Linked DNA regions of Mus musculus: region 2 is linked to region 1. A link is a contact called in public Hi-C data. All regions are on one chromosome and are shown on one strand. Each heading gives the region's core, a stretch centred on a gene start, on an enhancer-like site or on the middle of the called end of the contact. The rest is flanking DNA. Distances are from core to core; before and after follow the strand shown. Region 1 holds the start of Slc23a2 (solute carrier family 23 (nucleobase transporters), member 2). Region 2 has its middle 53 kb from the start of Gm46766.

Evidence for each region. A called contact is a pair of places that touch in the nucleus more often than the background predicts.
Region 2: a Hi-C map of pro-B cells shows a contact between it and region 1, with 5 times the contacts expected there. The contact joins the enhancer-like site here to the promoter of Slc23a2 in region 1. A contact is called at or near these places in 2 of 484 Hi-C or Micro-C datasets (B cells and pro-B cells) and 2 of 9 other capture datasets (adipose tissue and pancreatic islet).

What each region holds. Positions count from the first base shown.
Region 1 is chr2:132,143,689-132,146,778 of GRCm38.p6, reverse strand. It overlaps Slc23a2 (solute carrier family 23 (nucleobase transporters), member 2), which reads left to right and starts at 1,671. Exons shown (of 16, transcript NM_018824.2): 1 at 1,671-1,767. Gm14051 (a long non-coding RNA gene) reads right to left here. Exons shown (of 3, transcript XR_866753.3): 1 at 2,194-3,090.
Region 2 is chr2:132,314,544-132,317,633 of GRCm38.p6, reverse strand. No RefSeq gene overlaps it. Among named protein-coding and RNA genes, the nearest start is that of Gm46766, 53 kb to the right of the region's middle. Within about 2 kb of position 1,408, at least 30 of the 459 cell types and tissues checked have an H3K27ac peak or open chromatin away from gene starts, as enhancers often do. A contact at or near this core is called in B cells and pro-B cells, where this site is marked.

The DNA of each region.
Region 1 (3,090 bases), core at 422-2,921:
ATCTGTAAACAGGCAAAAGGATTTGGCACTTAGAAGGTCACAGATGACGTCTGAGAAAGCGGGAGACTGATGGTGCTTTATAGTGCTTGTTGAGTGCGGAGGGTGGGGGAGGAAGAGATGCAGGAAACCAGGGAGGGAGGGGGGAAACCCGGAGTGAGGTAGTGCTTTAGGATTGGAGGTAAAACTATAAAGGGGGAGTTAGGGAGTGGGAGACAATATATATGGGGGGAAATGAAGAAAAGAGATGAACTGAAAAGATCAGGGGTTCTTGATCTTGGAACAGGCCTTCTATTCCAAAAGGTTCCATATTGTGGAGCAGAACACACACATTATGTTTTTAAGGGTGGCTGGAAACTCTGGCATAGAAAGAGTTGTGTGCTTCTCTGGTGCTGGTTACAGAATCATCTCTTTTCTTCATCTTCAGTGAAGATGAAATACTAACCTATGGTCTTCCAGGGTATGCTGGATTTTACAATTCAACTTACTGTTTTTTAGGGTTTTTTTTTTTTTTTTTTTTTTTTTTGAGACAGGAGTCTAAGTAGCCCAGGCTGACTTCAAATTCATCGTCTTCCTGCCTCTGCCTGCAAAATGCCGGGATTACAGGTGTGCACCACTAAGCCTCACTGGTTTTATTTTAGTGTGAGACTTAGAGAATTATATATTGATTCTCTCAGCTCGTCCGCACTAGCCTACTTTATAAAATGCCCGTCTTTGCTGGTTACGGCATGCCTCTATTGATCAGTGTGCTACCAGTCCTCAAGACTGCCAAACATAAACAATTCAGGAATAAAATCTGCTTTTTGTTTTTAAAGATGAGGTCAGCTGTGGTCGACCATTCTTTATGGCTCTCCGGAGTTGCTTGGGGATGAAAGGAATTACTGGGTTAGAAAAACAACCAAGACAGTGGTTTCAAGATGGAAGACAGAAGAGAGAGCTAATTATTAGGGTTTTGTTTGTTTTGGTGGAGGTAAGAACGTGGTTTAGTTACAAGTTAGTATCTTAGACCACCGCCTGCAGCATCACCTAGAAACTTCCTGGAAATGCAAATTTCGAAGCCACACTTCAGTTTCAGCACCGCTGGGGGTGGTACCCAGTTTTAATGATGCCCCCCTGGGCAAGACTGCCCGGCCTAAGTGCTATGTGTTTATTGACACGCGGCCTTTTGACTCACAGCCTAAGTGCCCATCCAGCAGGCATTCCTTGGGGGGTACACTTGAGAAATACAGAATAGCAGGTTGCCCCCAAACCCGCTCTATCAGAACACACGCCCCAGAGAAATCAAGCCTGGTGTGTCTTCTCCCGCGTCAGCATAAGCAAGGAGGCTCTCTTTCCCCAGCGAGTTCGGAAGCCTGACGGCCCAATTGGATACGCCGCGAAATTGCTTTAAAGCGGGTTACCCACTGAGCCGGGTACACTGCACCCCTCTCGCTGTCACCCCACAGCTACTGCAGGGCTTGGGGTCCTGCAGGGTAGAAAGGAGGCTCTGAAGGGGAGAGCCTGCGAGCGTCGAGCATCCTAGGCGGCCCCCCCGGAGCAGGTGTGTGGGGAAGGGTCTGCGGCTCGGCGCCCCGGGGCGCGCGGGCGGAGCCGGGGGTCGGGCGGGGAGGGGCCGGCGCGCGGGGCGGGCGGCTGCGCGGCTCCCGCCCCCGGCCCGCCCCTCCGCGGCGCCATTTTGCAGGCGGCTGCCGCGGGGACCCAAGGCGGCGGCAGGCACTGCGGCGCGAGCGGTGCGATCGGCGGGACGCGAGCCCAGCGAGCTGCAGGCAGGTGAGAGCCGGGCCGCCGCGCCCCACGCCCCACGCCGGGTCCGCGGCAGCACCTGCCGGCAGCCCCGGTTGCTCGCCGAGCCCACGAGGCCGGCCCGCGCGGCCCCCGCGCGCTGTCACCCACCCGCGGCGCGGCCTGCGCCCCCACGCCGGCTCGCGCGGCCCGGCGGCCCCGGCTGCAGTGTCAGGCCGTGCGTCCCCGGCGCTCACTGCCGCCCCGCCGGGTGCCCCCGGGACAGCCACCGTGGGCTCGCCGTGCTGCGTGGCTTGCTGCGCGCCCCTCCCCAGGTGGTGCGCCCCGCATCCCCGCGCCCGGGGATTCAGGGTCAGCCCGAGGGGCGGGGGATGGCGGTGCTGTTTCCAGTCTGGCTTCCTTCCCTCTTTGCGGAAGGCGACACGGAGTAATTTTAGATGCCGCTGCACCAACCTTGCGACCTTTCACGCTGGCCTGCCCCGCAGGGGTCCGGGGTCGCCTTGTTGCCTGCGCTCTTGACCGAGAAATTGACATTGGAGTGTGATAACTTGAAGGTGAAGAATTGTCTTCATCGTTTGGCCGGAGATGTCCCATTAGATGTGTAGCCTATGGGAACTCGGCCTTCATTCCGGATGAGGGGCTTTAAGCGGGTCTGATGGGAAACTCCTGATTTTCAGCGCAAGGGGTGAGGGCAAGTGCACAGGGAAGAAAGTTAGCTTTTTGAAGGCTACTTGGGGTTGGGGCATTTGTAGTAGCTGTTAGTCTGCTTTTTGCGGTGCTGGGAGACCGGATGATGGCGAAGATGCTATCCCTTCTGACGCTTGGGTCCTCTGAACTAAGGCGGCCAGGGATGTGAGGATCTGGTATCTGAGTCCTGAGACAGCCTGGTTTGAGCTGTCATTAACTGGCCATGTGACTTCCCTTAGGCAGTTTTCTCCTTTCTGAAGGCTAGGCTAGGTGGCTGAAATTTTTCTGTTTTTTGTTTGAGTGCTATTGGGCTGAGGCCTCACCTGCTCCGTTTCTCTCATCTGCCCTTTCATCTTGTGTGACTTTGCTGGCCTGCTCCTTTAAGGTGTTTGACTCTGGTGAAGTTTGTGAGAGGCCTTCTTCACCTCTTAGAAGTTCAGGATTCTCTGCTGGGTTATAGTTGACCTTATCAGGGTCACTTTAGAACTACTCTCTATGCTTAGCTCATCCAAAAGTTAATAGCTTTGGGCAGTTGAGGCTGTCCACCGTGTTAGCACTCATGACACACCTGGTAGTTAGTTAAAAGGAGGCCCTGAGCATCCTCAGGCAGACATCAGCGAGGCATGAGGTATCTGTTCTCTAGACAATGTCTTTTGCTCAACT
Region 2 (3,090 bases), core at 159-2,658, 170 kb before region 1:
CTGGCTTACAGTCTCAGAAGTTTAGTTCACTATCATCATGGTAGGAAGCATGGCAGCATGCAGGCAAACTTGGTGCTGGAGGAGCTGAGAGTTCTACATCTTCATCAGAAGGCAGTAGAAGAGACTGTCTTCCTCAGGCAGCCAGGGGAGACTCTGTTGTGCACTGGGTGTAGCTTGAACTTATTTATGAGACCTCAAAGACTGTCTATACTGTGACACACTTCCACCAGCAAGGCCACACCCACTCCAACAAGGCCACACCTTTTTTTTTTTTTTTTTTTTTTTTTTGAGACAGATTTCTCTGTATAAACCCTGGCTGTCCTGGAACTCACTCTGTAGACCAGGCTGGTCTTGAACTCAGAAATCTGCCTGCCTTTGCCTCCTAAGTGCTAGGATTAAAGTCGTGTGCCACCACTGCCTGGCTAAGGCCATACCTCTCTTTTTTTTAATTTTTATTTTATATATATATATATATATATATATATATATATATGACGAATAAACTGTAGCCATCTTTAGACACACCAGAAGAGGGCATCAGATCCCTTTACAGATGGTTGTGAGCCACCATGTAGTTGCTGGGAATTGAATTCAGGACCTCTGGAAGAACAGTCAGTGCTCTTAACCGCTGAGCCATCTCTCCAGCCCAAGGCCATACCTCTTAATAGTGCCAATCTCTTGGCCAAATATTGAAACACATGAATCTATGGATCCAAACCTCTTCAAACCACCACAATGAGGAACTGTATTACAGGGTCACAGCAGTAGGGAGGTTGAGAGCCTCTGCATTATACCATGAGGAAATATAACTAATGCAGGTAGACACTGCATTACTCATTTTACACTGAAGAAGGGGTAGCACAGACAGGGCTAGTAACCTGCCCAGTGCCACACAGCCAGTCAGCAATCCCCCAACTGAAACAGAAAGGACAAGCCATTCCACCTCTACAGGTGTGCAAGGAGATCTGTGAGGGAGGCCCAGCACTGGCTGGGAATCGGAACAAGGCCATGAGATGTTCAGGTGGCATCCTAATGCGCCCTAGGCTGCCTGAGCTAAGTCAGCTCTGGTAGTTATAGCCTGCCCTCCTCTCTGTTCCCGAGACAAAACATTCCTTCTGGGTGCAAACAGTTGCAATACAGCACCAATTTCCCTGGAATACTGAGGCCAGTTCTTTCTTTTGCATAGAAAGGCATTCACTCCTCAGACCACGCTGATCCCATGACAAACAGAAGCTTCTGGCCAGTGACTATCGGCTGCTAGCAACTGGAGCAGGGCTTTGCATATTTTCTCAGCTACCTCTGCTTCATGCAGAGGAGGCTAAGTGGTTGAGCAGTCTCATCAACGCAGAAGAAAACAGTGAGGTTGGGCCTGGATCTTACTCAACTGTGTCCTGAGCTGGAGCGCTTGAGCCTGACTCCTGGTTCACTGCTGCCCTCTCCTGGGCTTTTGGCAGCACTGCCTGACTGCAAAGAGTACTGCAGTTTTGATTTGGTTGGCTGGTTTGGAGTTTATTGTTATTACTGTTATGGTTTTTTTTAGATACTCACATCATTTCCCCTTCCCTTTTCTCACTCCAAACCCTCCCGTATACCACCTCTTGCTCTCTTTCAAATGTGTGGTCTTTTTTTTTTTTTCATTAATTGCTGTAACACTCATGCATGCATATAGGAACTGAGTTTTACTCAGGCCTCTCAAACTGCAGAGACCAGGGACAGCATTTCCATCAAATGGAAGATGGGGCAGGCAGAGGCAGAAGGGAGGCATTTCTTGTTCTCCAATCTACTACAGGGCCTCTCAAAATTGCACATATTATAAAATTGTACATGTGTATAAAAATCGTATAGGAAATGAGAATGTAGCTCAGAGATAGACGACCTGGCATGTACCCCCAGGCCATTCTCCTTTACAAATAGTCAGGATTAAAGGTGGCCACTTCTCAAGAATTCTTCTGTGTATCGAGGACTCCATACAAAACAAAACACTTCTTTTATTGCTATAAACACTCATCTATCCACTAACCAAATTCAATCGTGTAACCCGACTTCTCACCCCAGCAGGTCCCTCTGGTTCTCTCTACTTGGCTTTCTGGGTGTCTTCTTACTTTGGAGAATCAGATACCTTTTTAGGTAAGAACGTAGGCAGGCAGGCAGGCAGATGGATAATGTATGATAGGTAAGAGGGTACACAGATGATAGGTAGGTTAAGTAGGCACGTACATAGATAAATAATAATTAGATAGATAGGTCGGACAATAGATAGATAAATAGATGATAGGTAGGTGGATAGGTAGATGATAGGTAAGTAGGTAGATAAATAACTGATATGTAGTTGGGTGGATACATACATGCTTACATACATACATACATACATACATACATACTAGATGACGGACAGTGTGGTGATCTGAATGAGAACCACCCACCATGGACTCGGATGTTTGAACACTCGGTCCCCGGTTAGTACGGTTTAGGTGTGGCCCTAGTGGAGGAAGTCTGTCACTACGGTGGGCTAAAAGGTTTCAAAGCCACACACCATTACCAATTCCCTGTCTCTGCCTTGTGCTTGTGAGCCATTAGCTTCTGCTCCAGCCACCATGGCTGCCGCCTGCTGCCGCCCCTCCATCCTGGACTCTTTCTTACCCCTCTGCAACTGTAAGCCCAAATGAATTCTTCATCTACAAGTTGCTGTTCTCATGGTGTCTTATCATAACAAACAGAAAAGTGACTGATACAGATAAATCAGATGGGCAGGTAGCTAGATAGACAGACAGCTTGTGCTGAGTACAGGTGACCATTTGACAGGCAGCACACAGACATGCTGAAGTCCCTCCCTTTGTCACACTGTGAAAGGTCTGCACCTGTGGGGTGAGTGATTCCTTGACAGCCATTCATGGTTTTTTTTTCCCCCTCTTTCTACTTAAATAATTGGGCAAGATTTAATATTTAAACAAAACCTTTAGTGTCGATGACATAAAAAGACCCAACCTCAAACCCTTGACATTACTTGTAAACAAGCTAATAATAGATCTTTAAATGGAAAAATAAACACCTTCTGTGGAAGCGTCTAAGTGCTGGATATACGCCATCTGA